Linked DNA regions of Sus scrofa: regions 1 and 2 are each linked to region 3. The links are chromatin contacts, called in public HiChIP or PLAC-seq maps. All regions are on one chromosome and are shown on one strand. The core of a region is the stretch at or near the end of the contact, and the rest is flanking DNA. Distances in the headings are between cores, read along the strand shown.

Region 1 (4,774 bases), core at 1,110-3,609, 230 kb after region 3:
TAGAAATGTTAATAAAGTCATCACTGAGAGCAGGATGCTTGAAATGGATGTTGAAAGAACTAGTATGAATTTAACGGATGAGCTAGAATGGGGAAGGCATCCCAGGAGAGGAACAGCAAACGCAAAGGAACAAACGCGTGGAAGTAACACGTCGCCTTCGTCCCTTCCTCTCTTTCCCTAGTCAGCCAACTCACTTTTCGTATTTGCTCACATTTCAGTAAAGACAACTCATTTCATCTTCAGGATTATTTACTTGAACGTAACAGGAGTTTATTTTTAAAGACTGAGGAAGGTGCATTGCCTAGCAAATATGTCAAAATGCTAAATAAGTTCAGAATTTTGGGCTTGGGAAGCCAGTCCAAATCCAAATTATGGATGTGGAAAAAAAGTAGATGTGACAGACTCAACATTCATATTTTAGGTTATATGTTTTCATAGAGAAAAATTTTACTATAATTTTAATTGTAATGATCTGCCTGTCTTCAAGGGATAATAGAATATCAAAAAGTGGTTTTAAAGTTATTTATCTAATGTTTCCATTCCTGTGTCATTCATTTCTCCAAATGAGTTTCAGTTCCTTTGCCTGCTGGCTTTATAAACCTCTCTTGGGCTTTAACAGCCATGGAATCACTTTTACTGTGAAGTTTAATATCCTGCTTTAAAATCCAAATATGATTCACATATTGCATCTTCAGTATTTCTAAAACAAAACAATCTGCTTGGACTTAAAAAAATTACTTTTCCCCAAAACACTTAAAAACATGCTTTCCAATATCTGGAAATGGGACTCGTTTAAATACACTCAATAATACTTCTTTGGGCTCATTTTCCTGCCATTTTAAGAAGAAAAAATAATAACACTGCTAAAGTAATTTTATTTAAGAAATAGGCACTAGTGGTATTAAAATGCATATAGTCTGGTTTTTTTAAAGTTTTTTTTTTTTAAGTCAAGAACAAATGGTTGCCAAGGTGCCATTCTTGGCACTTATTACTTTTTCAGAGACCTGAGCCTATAATTGCTTTTAAAGACATGAAAACCTTCATTTTTTCTCCCCTGATAAAGTCAAAGACTTCATGGAGTTCCCGTCATGGTGCAGTGGTTAACGAATCCAACTAGGAACCACGAGGCTGCGAGTTCAATCCCTGGCCTTGCTCAGTGGGTTAAGGATCCGGCGTTGACGTGAGCTGTGATGTAGGTCACAGACTCGGCTCGGATCCCAAGCTGTGGCTCTGGCGTAGGCTGGTGGCTACAGCTCCGATTCAACCCCTAGTCTGGGAACCTCCATATGCCACCGGAGTGGCCCAAGAAAAGGCAAAAAGACAAAAAAAAAAAAAAAAAAAAAAAAAAAGCCAAAGACTTCATATCTGAGATCCTAGAGGATGCTCAGAAATTTATAATAAAGACATAAAGCCTCACTGATGGTGCTACATAAAAGGTGTTTTTATTATTGTTAACCTCAGATACACAAAAACAATCAGTTAAACAAGCAAGCAAAACTTCCCCAAAAAAGTCATTTAAAACTATTTTTTTTTCCTTTTTTAGGGCCACACCCGTGGCACATGGAGGTTCCTGGGCTAGGGATCCAATCAGAGCCACAGCCACAGCCACAGCAGATCTGAGCTACATCTGTGACCTACACCACAGCTCATGGCAACACTGGATCCTCAACCCACTGAGCAAGGCCGCAACCTCATGGTTCCTAGTTGGATTTGTTTCTGCTGCTCCACAACAGGAACTCCTAAAACTACTGTGAGTTGTTTCATATAACTGAGTTCAGCTCTTGGCCTCTTCATAGCCACTGGAGTTCTAGGAGCCCCCAAAGTTGAAAACAGCAAGAGAATGAAAACCTGGATCCTCATACTATAAGGGTGAGATAATGATAATAAAAATAAAAATAGAATTACCATATGACCCAGCAATTCCACCCCTAGGTATTTATCCGAAGGAAACAAAAAGACTAATATAAAAAGACATATGCACCCCTATGTTCACTGCAGAATTATTTATAATAGCCAAGATATGGAAGCAACCCAAGAGCCATCATAGATGAATGGATAAAGATGTAGTATATATGTATACAGCGGAATATTAGCAATTAAACAAGAATGACATCTTGCCATTTGCAACAACATAGAAGGGCCTGGGGGTATTATACCAAGTGAAACAAACCAGACAAAGACAAATACTTATGATATCACTTATATGCAGAATCTAAAAATCAAAACAAATGAACAAACCATGAACAGAATTATAGATACAGAGAACAAATAGGTGGTTGCCAGAGGGGAGGGAGGTGGAGAAAGAAAGAAATAGTGAGGGAGATTAAAAGTTACAAACTTCCAGTTGCAAAATAAATGAGTCACCTAGGAGGACACGTACAGCATAGGGGAATATAGACAACAACTATGTAATATCTGTGTTATGGTGACATATCATAGCTAGATTTCTCATACTGTCATTTTGAAATGTATAGAAATATCTTTTTCTTTTTTTTTTTTTTTTTGGTCTTTTGTCTTTTTAGGGCCGCACCCGAGGCAGATGGAGGTTCCCAGGCTAGGGGTCAAATCAGAGCTACAGCTCCTGGCCTACGCCACAGCCACAGCAACGCGTGATCCAAGCTGCGTCTGCGACCTGCACCACAGCTCATGGCAACACCAGATCCTTTACCCACTGAGCAAGGCCAGGGCTTGCACCTGGATCCTCATGGATACTAGTGGGGTTCCTTAACCACTGCGCCACTATGGGAACTCCTCAAATGACCCTGTCGTGTGACAAGAACTAACATAGTGGTGTAGGTCAGTTACACTCCAAAAACAAAAAAACAAACTCAGAGAAAAAGAGATTCGATTTACCAGAAGTACAAACTCTCAGGTACTAGTGATACACAGCATGAGTACTAGTGATATACAACATGATAAATATAATGAACACTACTATATGTCATATAGAAAAGTTGTTAAGAGAGTAAACTCCCAAGAGTTCTTATCACAAGGAAAAATATTTTTCTTTTTTCTATTTAATTTTGTATCTCTCTGAGATGATGGATGGTCACTAAACTTACTGTGATAATCTTTTCATGGTAAAATAAATATTTTTTCAAGATAAATTATATCTTCATAAAGCACTATTAGCATTCAAAAATAATAATACATTGTATTTGTATCATATTTTATACTTAGAATTCTTTCCCAAGGTTCACCTCATGGGATCATCTTAAACCTTTGAAAGAGATAACAAACCTAGATTCCAGAAGTCATGTGCCCAAGGACATGTGGCCGGCTAGTGGCAAGATCAGAATCTAAGCCCAGATCTTGCTGGTACAAAAAAAAAATTTTCCATTGTACTAAATATAGAATAACCAAATCAATCTCTCTCCCCACATTTCCCTCATTTTGTTTTTCATTTCTTAATAGAGTCATTGATTTTTTTTTAATGTAGTATTTCAGGATCCTCTAAGGATCTAACCTTCATTTTAAGGTCTAACTTTCATTTTAAGTTGCCAACATTAAAAATGTATTAATCATCCCAATATCAATTTCCTCTTTACTCAAAGTTAACCTTACTGGATGAAGGGCAATCCAAAGCAAATAAAGAGATTCTGCATTCACTTCTCTTTTTTCTTTTTTAAACCACGGCTGAAGGGTATACTGAATGCCTACTCTCAACAGCAAAAGTTTCTTCCCATTCATTTACAGGGTCAGGCCTCTCTCAGAAAATGGTATAATTGGTTTCATTTTTTGGTTTCCACAGAAAACCTGTCAGAAATATCTCAGGGAGCACAAGATGCATGCAATGAGGCTCAACAATACTATATATTTAAGAGTGTAAGACTCTATATTCATCTTACGAAGAACATATTATTAAATAAAAGTCTTTTAACATTTTTCAAAAGAGCCCTAAAAAAGCCAACAAAGGAGTAATTTTTGCTGAATTCCCAACTATGAAAAAGCGCCAGATTTCTTCCTTTCATTAATTCATTTGATCATCATTCATGCATTCATTGGACATGAAATTCCCTAGTCCTAGGCCCTGGGGATTCAGTGGTAACAAGATAAGTTACCACTTATAAGTCTCTCCTTATAGGGCTTGCATTCTAGAGGGAAGAAGACAGCAACAAATTCATAACAAATAATGTTCTATATTGTTCATTACAGTGAAAAGATAAAACAAGGTAATGAGGGGAGCAGGGAAACCAGTTGGGAAGTGAATATGGAAGCCCAGGTAAGAGAGATGAAAGTAGGTTGGTGAAAAATAGTTAGATTTAGCTCTTGATGATGGATTTGACATCAAGCTTGAGAAAGAGGGAAACTGAGGATTATTCCAAGATTTTGTCTGAGGAAATGAGTGCCTCATGATGCCATTAGCCAAGAGGGAAAGGACCTTGAGAGAAACAGGATGGGGTAGGGACGTCAAGGATGCTGTCTATTGTTAACGGAAGTGTGAGATACCATCAAAATGGAGATGGTGAAAAGAAGACAAAGAGGAAGAAGAGGAAGGGAGGAGGGAGAGGAGGAGAAAGAAGAGGGGAGAACGGGGAAGGGAAGGAGGTGGGACGGAGACGGTTGGACATGCAAGTGCGAAAGCTCAGGGAAAAATCAGAGCTGGAAATACACATTTGAGACTCATCAGAATTCAGACAGGATTTGAAGTCATGGGACCAGATGAGTTCCCCTCAGGATATGCCTAATCAGAAGATGTTCAAATCATGGCTTTGCCACATGTTAGCCAACTTGGGCAAAGTCTTTAACCTCTTCTACAACCCTTCTGTGCAGG
Region 2 (4,877 bases), core at 2,373-4,872, 170 kb after region 3:
ACCCAGACTGAGTTTGTACTACCCTTGTGAACCCCCTGGAGAAATGCTGATCTTTGCTCAGCAATTCCTGCCCTGCGCCGCCGAGAGCCAACACAAGGAAACCAGCTGGGCTCCCTTCCTGCTCTCCATTCAGCACGAGGGCAGTCTGGAAAAAAACCTGCAGACAGACGTGGGGGAGGGAGGGGACCCCTAAACAGAATCGAATCTGAGGTCACAAAGAATCCTTCTGCCCTCTAAGAGAGATACAGAGAATTCTAAGGGACCGAATTGCTTACGGCCTGTATTTTTATTACGATAAAAAGCTCAGCAATTATGTCGCTTGAAAGCTTAAAATGGGATGGAACTGTGAAGCACATGACTGCCCCTGGCTCAAGTGTTTCACAAGTCTGTGGACTCCAGCTTTCACTGGCTGAATGAGGGCAAAATACAAAAACCATTACCCAGCTCAGCAACCATAAGGCTAATTTTTATCTGCTAGTTGAAGGAAGTTGAGCTGATGCGGGTCAGAGCTATCTTTTCAGTCCCAGTAATAACAGCAGCAACCTGGAGAACAACCCCACCGCCACAGTGAATGTGGCATTCACGGTGCCTCGCACTGGACCTGCACTCCTCAAGTTATCAGTTGATCCTCAGAACAGCCTCCGGAGACAATCAGATGAAGAAAGAGAAAGAAACCAGTCCTAGAGTTTCTTTCACGCTGTCCTTACCCCAGACCTGTGTCCTGCTACTACTACCCTTCATAGTCAATGTTCCACTCACAAAATAATACCATGTAAATGGTGACAAAATCTGAATACCAAGGAATCTGAGCTCTGGAAAAGATTCAGAAGTGGGTTTCTCATAGGAGGAATGTAAAATGTTAGTTTCAGGGAAGGAAATCTGCTGAGTTTATCAGTTAATGCAAAAATCATTTTAACTAACTTCCAGATAGATTGGCCTTTCCACATCTCAGGTGGAAAAGCAGTCTGGGAGTTCCCGTCGTAGCGCAGTGGTTAATGAATCCGACTAGGAACCATGAGGTTGCGGGTTCGATCCCTGCCCTTGCTCAGTGGGTTAATGATCCGGCGTTGCCGTGAGCTGTGGTGTAGGTTGCAGACGCGGCTCGGATCCCGTGTTGCTGTGGCTCTGGCATAGACTGGCAGCTACAGCTCCGATTAGACCCCTAGCCTGGGAATCTCCATATGCCGCGGGAGCAGCCCAATAAATGGCAAAAAGACAAAAAAAAGAAAAAAGAAAAGAAAAAGCAGTCTGATAAGCAATGAGATCCTGCTGCATAGCACAGGAACTATATCTAGTCACTTGTGAAGGAACATGATGGAGGAGAATGTGAGAAAAAGAATGTGTGTGTGTGTGTGAGAGAGAGAGAGAGACTGGGTCAGTTTGCTGTACAGTAGAAGTTGACAGAACACTGTAAATCAACTACAATGGAAAAAATAAAAATCATTAAAAAAAAAAGAGCAATCTGTTCTCAGTCTTTCACTTCACCAAAAGCAAAAGTCTAATCCATTTCATTACAGTCATTTTACTAGGCCATCGAATAAATGGCAGGTCCTGATGGGGAGAAATCACTTTTAAAAAAACACTTCTGAGAGAGGTGGGTACAGTGAGTTGGCACTAGACCAATCCTTATCCTCTCTCAATCTCTAAGCAGCAAGGATATCATGATTTTTACATATAACGTGTATTCTTTTTTTTCTTTTCTGGCTGCACCCGAGGTATATGGAGGTTCCCAGACCAGGGGTCTAATTGGAGCTGTAGCCACCGGCCTACACCACAGACACAACAACGAAGGATCTGAGCCATGTTTGCAACTTACACCACAGACCAAGGCAACACCAGATCCTTAACCCACTGAATGAGACCAGGGATCGAACCCACAACCCATGGTTAGTAGTCGGATCCATTTCTGCTAAGCCATGACAGGAACTCCTATAACGTGTTTTTGTTTTTTTTTGTTTTTGTTTTTTTTGTCTTTTTTTTATATTTTCTGGGGCCTCACCCACAGCATATGGCGTTCCCAGGCTAGGGGTCTAATCAGAGCTGTAGCCACCGGCCTACACCACAGCCACAGCAACACCAGATCCGAGCCGAGTCTGTGACCTACACCACACAGCTGATGGCAACGCCAGATCTTTAACCCACTGAGCAAGGCCAGGGATCAAACCCACAACCTCATGGTTCCTAATTGGATTTGTTAACCACTAAGCCACGACGGGAACTCCTACATGTTATCTGATCTCTCATTAGATCAGATAACATCTTGGCCCATACTGATTACCTTCACCTAGTAATGATTAAATCTGGTTGGTCCTGCTGAATGCCCAGACACCAATTAGCCAGACCAACTAAGTGCAGGAAATCTTATATCAGGGCAGCATCTTCATTTCCATCTGACTATGTTGTTCCTTCCTTGGTCTTGACCTTTGAAAATAGGAATAAATGCCCATAAGTGGTGCTAAGGCCAAAAGAATGGGCCCAATATTCATCAAGTCTGGGGGAGGGAGGGAATCTGTGTACCATGTGTTAGGGTGACTTCTGCTACCAGCTCACATTTTTTTACTTGCTTCACAGCTTTTTGGGTCTGTACCTGTAATGTAATGTGGCAGACCTATCCCGGGTGTGTCAAAAACTCAATGACCCCAAAGAACACTAAGACAAGTAAAACAAGGAGAAACCACCAGAGATGCTGCTTCCTGACTCTGACCCTTGCAGAAATCTGGGTGATCTGTGCATCCAGAGCAAACCCAATAAAAAGTCAAAGCCATATACTATGGAATTTAACACAACCCTCCCAAAGGCTGGCACTTGCCACAGCACGATGACATTTTCATCAGTAAATGCAGTTATGCTGGTCATGTTCTGTGTACACTGGAAAAGATACAATCACTATTTTTCAATGATTTTGGGTATTTCCAATTATTTCAGTCTTTTAGTGAACTTCTTTTCTTTCTTCCATTTTTTTTTTCTTTCATGTCAACCTCTGTTAGGGATACCACAGAGGATGCATCCTGCATTCACATGTCTATTGGCAGCTATTGAATTTATCCTCCATAGCCCATGAAGGACAGAACCCTCACATTATTTTGGAGTGAACCAAAAGATCCTAAGCCTAAAGCCACTGGAGACCAAATTTTACTCTCAAATCTCAAACAGGTTTCCAAAGCACATTGGAAAACTGCTTTGCATAGCAGCAAAGTCAGGCATGTTTTCAACTCAGCCTGGAGGAAAGACATTGCTGGGATATACTAAATAGTTACTGACTTAGAACCCACTTTTCTTTAAGATTGCAAATATTCCTAGCAGGGCAAGCCTGGATTTCTCATTAGACCTTCAGAAAGCAGCAGCCATCCGTCGCCGTCTTTTCAAAGGTGGAATTAAATGGCTTGTGTACATCTATAGGGTTTCTGTGTTTGATCCTAGATTATGTTTTCACTAAGGTTAGGGGTTAGAGTTTTGACAGATGTGACTAGGATCTAATTGGCCCATTTTATCTGTCCTTTGCTCCACATGCATAGCCTATCGACAGCCAAATTTGTGAAATGTCTCAACTTTGATACCAACCAATGAGGGGTGGGTAGAATGCGGATTTGAATGCTCACTTAGGTTTCAGTTTTAGTTTCAGAGTCAGTATGAAATCCACGGCAGCATCTGTGACAGGAAATAAGGTTATTCCGCTCTGTCACCATTTCATTCCAGCTGGGTTGCAGTTTCTTTTCTCTTTCACTTTTCCCCTCCTTAAGCTTTTACTGGCCTTTCCACTTTCTCCATTTTTTTCATTGCCACTGCTTGACCTTGCTATTTCCAATAAACCAAAGTGGAAACTGAATGAGAGTGTCTTGGATTCACACCTCTTAGTGAGAAGAGCAATTGTGCAAATATATGATTCAACATCCCTGACTTCTTAGTTGAGGGAGTCAACAGGCCAATTTCTGACTTAACTGCAAAGAGAGGGCAAACTTTCAGGGATATGACAGGTTACTGAAACCCCACCCAACCCCACCCAGCACTGGAGGGATGGGGAAGTCTCCAGCCTTTTACTTATTGAGCCTAATCATCATGCCAGGTGTGTACGAGGTGGGGCAAAATAAAGATAAATAAGCATGTGTCCTCCTTTAATCAGTCTTCGTGCTGGGAGTTCTCAACCCAAACAACAGAGAAGCCCACAATCATTTGAAGAGAAAGAGATATACTTCAAAATGATAGGATAAGTATTAGAAGACAGATATGCACAAGGGCGTTACCTTGAGAGCTCTGTGAGGAAAGAATTCCCCATTCACTGAAGCTCAGAGCAGTTAAGTGACTCACCCAAGGTCACACAGCAGAATGCAAATTTGAAAATAGGTCTCTAACTCAAAACAGAGCTTCCCTTTCCATTCTATAATGGCCTTTCACAATTTTCACAGACCTGTGCCTATGCTAATTTGGCTTTGTAACTTCAATGTTTAAAGAAAAACACTTAGCTCTTTGTACTCAGGTAGCAGGACCAGAAGGGTTATCTGAAAAGTCTGCTTTCTAATCTGTGCTTCCTTATCTACCAAAGCTGGGAGTCTGCTTCTTCCCGCCGCCCTCATGATCCACTCTGCCAGCTCCTCTCCATTCTCCGATGCCTCTCACACTTCCCCAGGCCTGCCCTCCCAGAGCTAAATAATTATTCCACTATTGCTACAAAGTGGCAGAAAAGAGAAGCAAAAAATTGACACTGCCAGTTCGCTCACTTCTTATTCACATACGTACATTTTTGCTACAAAACTATGATGATCTGGAAGCCTAATTATTTTTTGAAGACTTCCTTTAAAGCAACATATGGACCCTATTACAGTACTCACTGACTTCTTTTGCCTCTGCTCTGGAGGGCGATGGGTTTATGATTTACAGCT
Region 3 (4,958 bases), core at 1,150-3,649:
GTCAGGCCACCAGCCCTCTGCTCACGTTCCTCTCTCTGTCTGGAATGTTCTTTTCCAGCTCTCCTGGAGAAATCTTTTCCTCAAAGCCCAGCCCAAATGTTAATGCTTTCATGATGAATTCCCCATCTCCTCCCATCCTTGGTTCCATGGATTTTTCCTGCCGGTGGGTCCTGTAGTACTTGTGACCCACTGGATTTCAATTCTTCGTGAGTTTGTGCCTTCTCCCCACTAGAAAGTTCCCTCGAACCAGTTAACAATAGTGACACACGTGGCCGTGACGGTGGCCATGGTAGGAAAGATGAGAGACACTGAACGAGGCTGCCCCAAATAGGACTGCATTTAATCCTCACAAGCATTTTATAGAGGAGGATCTTGAACACCAGGCAGAAGAAGTGACTGTGTGAGGTACAAAGATAAATAAATGCCAGCGAATTCTGAGGCCCTCAATCCGATTCTCCCTGCGGTGCCACGACCCTCTGAACACTGAGGATCTGGAGCACAGGAGCGGCCTGCTACACGGTGGTCGAATAAATGGCCCACCAGGAAGTGGGAGCAGTATGCCTCTCGCCAGCCCTGCAGCGCCCCCGTGAGGGTCAATGTGCCCGCCTACCTCTCCTCCTCTGTCAGGAGCTGCTGCCCCTGGAACCACTGGATGAACCTTTGGTCTGGGGTCATGCAATAGCTGTTGCAGGCAGACTGTAAGAGCTTGATTTGGGCAATGACTTCAAATTCCTAAGGCAGACAGAACACCGAAAAGGAAGCATGAATAAAAAAGCCAAGCAAATGGACATCTTTTCAACATGAAAACACACCACTTTAGGACCGACGATGGAGAAAACCACTTAGGAGAGCCCTAAAGCACAGGCTCCCTTAGAAATAAAGCAGCTGAACAACTCACGCGGTCCAACTCTGCTTCACTGAGGTCTTTGTATGCTTTTGTGGCCTAGCCTGCTTTCTCCTTGAAAAAGCAATTTACATGAATAAAACAAGCAACCAAAGCAGCTCAAAATAGGTACTACCTTAGGTCAGAGTGGCTTCTTTATTTCTCTTTTCCATTTTCACTCTTGGGACAGAAAAGTTATGTGGGTTTTTTGGGGTTTTTTTGGTTTTTTGTTGTTGTTGTTTAAGGCTGAGTCCTTCTAACATGTACTGAAAAATTCTATTTCCTAAAAGCTAAAGGGAGAAATTAAGTCAGGAAGCGCCCGGCTTCCCCACCCCCCATCTTCTTCAACCCATACCCCTCAATAAATCCGTTTTGCTAGAGGGTTGAATATCTAAACAGCCCAGGGCCTCGTAAACTCGAATGTTTAGATTTCCTGAATCCTTGGGTTTTTACTGCTCCAGTAAATCATTTCACTCCATCTTTTAAGCTCACAAGAGAAGCAAGTGTATAATTATGTCCAAAATTATTTATACTTCTTTAGATGTTTCAAAAAAGATTTCTGTAAGGCAGCAATGACTGTAAGCTTGAGCTTTAGATTTTACACTTAAACTTTCCCAAAGTCTGGAGTTCCCGTCGTGGCGCAGTGGTTAACGAATCCGACTAGGAACCATGAGGTTGCGGGTTCGGTCCCTGCCCTTGCTCAGTGGGTTAACGATCCGGCGTTGCCGTGAGCTGTGGTGTAGGTTGCAGACGCGGCTCGGATCCCGCGTTGCTGTGGCTCTGGCGTAGGCCGGTGGCTACAGCTCCGATTCAACCCCTAGCCTGGGAACCTCCATATGCCGCGGGAGCGGCCCAAGAAATAGCAACAACAACAACAACAACAAAAAAGACAAAAGACAAAAAAAAAAAAAAAAAAAAAAAAAAACCTTTCCCAAAGTCTAACATGCTGGTCTTCAAAGGAAAAAGATTACCCCGAGGGGCCATTCTCTAGTTAAAGGACAGAGACGGGTACCGTGGAGGCAACAGCGGAATTTATGATTCCACGACCGAAGGAGCCCAACGACTGGCAGACTCCATAGGTGTCAACTTCCCATCCAGTGACCTCAACCCTTGGCCTCAGTATCCCCCAGGAACGCGTGCCATCCTACGCTGCCAGGGACAGAGGACTTACAATCGTCCAGGGTAGCATATCTTGTTACTTAGGAGTTCAGCCTGGTTAGTTCCTGAAACTTTGGTTCTAACTGCAATGTCATTTCCTCCTGGAAGCTGCTCTGACCCCACGAGTTGGGGATAAATGCCCCACACATGTGCTCCCATAATATCCACTGTTTCCACTCATGAGCCCTTATCAGGGCTATATTATAACTGCCTGTGTGTCTACCTTCTTCCTTGATTATGAACTTGGTGAGGGCAGGGAGCTCTGGATTTTTTTCTGCTGCAACGCCCAAACGTATCACAATGCCTGACCCATGTCAGGTCTGCAGTCAGCATTCGTGCGCTCAAAGAATGAATGAGTAACTAAAGAACAAGGACAATGCTCTGGAGTGACGTTATTATTTTGCTCACTCCGTTTCCTCTGAATTATTTAAATCCACCATTTCGACACTAAAACCACAGTGAATTTTCAAAGCTCTGTTTTATTTAGGGCGGTGCAGAAATGCTTTACTCTCCACAGAAAAATGCGAATTCATGCTGAATGCTCCACAGGAGAGGCCGAGAATCATTAGCCGCATGTAACAATGCAGACCGTTTCCTGTCCTCTCTCCACCAGGCCACCTTCACCAATGCTTCTAGCTCAGAAACGCTTCCAAAACCCTTTCTCCTCCACAGAATGAACCCGTTACTGCGGAAGCGGATTGCAAAGAAAGAGATGGTGAGGGGGTCAAGACAGACACGTGGGAGTTCTCTTGTGGAGCCACAGGTTAAGGACCTGGCGTTGTCACTGCTGCAGCCTGGCCTCCATCCCTGGCCCAGGAACTACCACATGACACGGGGGCAGGACCGATCTGAACCCCGGCTGTGCTGGCAGGTGACGCTGGGCAAGTTACTTCCTCTCTCTGAATCCTGGCTCCTTCATCTTTGAATTGAGGATGATAAAACCTACCTCACAGGGCTCTCGGGCAGTAACACATGGGACGATGCCACGCAGGACAATATAAGATAAATTTTAGTTCAGTAAATGCTAATTCCCTTTTTTTTTTTTTTTTTGCCTCTATTAAAAACTGAAGTCTCCATTTCTTTTAATTTCTTTCATCCCCAAATAAAGTAAAATGGAAAACCGCAGGCGAGACCCCTACTCACCCTTCTCCTCTTCTCAAAGTTTATCAGTCCACCCTGAAAAAAAAAAAAAATTAAAAAGAGTGACAAACCATGCTACTTTGAAACACAGGCCTATTTGTGCTAGGTCTTATTAAAATAGCTCAAAGGGATAATAAAGTCACAATTATTATTATTATTTTGGTCTTTCTGCCTTTTCTTTTGCCTTTTTTTTCTGCCGGCCTACACCAGAGCCACAGCAACTCGAGATCCGAGCCGCGTCTGCAACCTGCACCACAGCTCACAACAACGCCGGATCCTTAACCCACTGAGCAAGGCCAGGGATCAGAACCCACAACCTCATGGTTCCTAGTCGGATTCGTTAACCACTGAGCCACGACGGGAACTCCTAAAGTCACAATTATTAGCGACACCATAATTATGCTACTGTGGAGGAAGAGATGCATCATTTGCTTAAGAAAAATAGTCTTTTAATGATAATAGCACAGGATAGGCAGACAGGCTTCTCTTAGAACGTCTGAAACCAACTAAAATAGTAAATAATGATGAAGGATTTCTAACACAGAATCCAAACACATTTGCAGAGCTAGTCAAGGCAAAAACTTGAGTAAATGTTCTGTTACACTTTTTTTTTTTTCTTGACCAAAAGCAACAAAACAAATGGCCATTGACTCATTACTAGAAACCAAATTGTCAATGGTTTATCAAAAGGGAAGTCGTTTCTAATAACATCATCACAAGAGTTAAGTTTCAATTCTCCACCTGCCAGCTCCTATTCTTGGTAGGCTGAATTTAACTTCTCCATCAGTGGTCACGCCCCACAAATTCCCCAACACTTAGGAGTGTTTCCTGAGATAAGCTGGGACAGAGGATGTGAAGAGGCAGAGAGCCTCTCTCCAAGAGCGAGCAGGTCCACAGCCCTGAGGACGACCGTGGAGGTGGGTCCATGCAAAATAACTGCTACTCCTTCTAATCCTGATACAGTAAAAAGCGGGTGGACTGCATGTGATCGTGTGATAACCAGGAAGGTGAGATAAATTTAAACATACAAAAAAAATCCTCACACTGCATCGCAAATACCAAATCCTTTCTCCATGTAATAATATTCGATTGTCACTGACAAGCAGTTTATTTTATTAGGTTTTACTCCTTTTCCAATTCTCAGAAGGAGAGAGAGGGAGAGGGATGGGGAAGAGGCAGGCCGGTGGGGGGTGGGGGGATATGAAACAAAAAAGGGATATTTAGACCCTATGGATCTGACTGACCCCCTCCCCCGGCAGGTAGACTGTTACGGCTTATCTTTCCCTCAGCTCCACCTGCCAAAGTCCCACCCAAAATCACGGCCCCGCTCAAACCCGCTCCTTTGTAAGGCCCTGCCATGACCCCCCCCCCAATGTGGAGCCCCTCTACTCTCACCGCATTTGTGCTTGAATTCTTACTATCTCCATCCGTCACTGCCTGCTTCCGTCTACACCTTCCACTGGATTGTGAGCCACTGCGGGCGTTACTCATCCCTGTATTCCTCACAGCACCCAGCACAATGCCACGGTCACAAAGAGGCCGCCACACACTGGCACACGTGCTTTTCTCTCTGGGGTAACTCAGGAGAGGGCTGCGGGTCCCCCCGCCCCGGCGGCCAGCACTCACCTCGATGTAGTCCTGGAGGGCGGTGTCCAGCATGGTGAGGTCCGTCAGGAAGGTGCCCAGGTAGGGCACGGTCCCCTGCATCACGCCCTGAGGAGCAAGCGCAGCAAAACCATCTGTCAGTGGAGGCTCAGGGGCTCACGGCCTCTGCGCT

The links. HiChIP or PLAC-seq counts read pairs in DNA pulled down with a chosen protein or histone mark.
Region 1: a contact with region 3 is called in an H3K27ac HiChIP or PLAC-seq map of alveolar macrophages. The contact joins two enhancer-like sites. A contact is called at or near these places in 1 of 47 Hi-C or Micro-C datasets (epiblast stem cells) and 1 of 2 datasets of contacts at active chromatin or transcription factors (alveolar macrophages).
Region 2: a contact with region 3 is called in an H3K27ac HiChIP or PLAC-seq map of alveolar macrophages. The contact joins two enhancer-like sites. A contact is called at or near these places in 1 of 47 Hi-C or Micro-C datasets (embryonic fibroblasts) and 2 of 2 datasets of contacts at active chromatin or transcription factors (alveolar macrophages and skeletal muscle).

What each region holds. Positions count from the first base shown.
Region 1 is chr9:124,888,621-124,893,394 of Sscrofa11.1, reverse strand. All of the region lies in intron 1 of RGL1 (ral guanine nucleotide dissociation stimulator-like 1), which reads right to left. Among named protein-coding and RNA genes, the nearest start is that of APOBEC4, 26 kb to the right of the region's middle. Within about 2 kb of position 2,359, at least 1 of the 83 cell types and tissues checked has an H3K27ac peak or open chromatin away from gene starts, as enhancers often do. A contact at or near this core is called in alveolar macrophages, where this site is marked.
Region 2 is chr9:124,947,461-124,952,337 of Sscrofa11.1, reverse strand. The region is part of intron 1 of RGL1 (ral guanine nucleotide dissociation stimulator-like 1); the gene reads right to left. Among named protein-coding and RNA genes, the nearest start is that of APOBEC4, 85 kb to the right of the region's middle. Within about 2 kb of position 3,622, at least 21 of the 83 cell types and tissues checked have an H3K27ac peak or open chromatin away from gene starts, as enhancers often do. A contact at or near this core is called in alveolar macrophages, where this site is marked.
Region 3 is chr9:125,118,537-125,123,494 of Sscrofa11.1, reverse strand. RGL1 (ral guanine nucleotide dissociation stimulator-like 1) reads right to left here. Exons shown (of 19, transcript XM_003357576.5): 12 at 4,808-4,894; 13 at 3,185-3,217; 14 at 611-732. Among named protein-coding and RNA genes, the nearest start is that of COLGALT2, 170 kb to the left of the region's middle. Within about 2 kb of position 2,399, at least 5 of the 83 cell types and tissues checked have an H3K27ac peak or open chromatin away from gene starts, as enhancers often do. A contact at or near this core is called in alveolar macrophages, where this site is marked.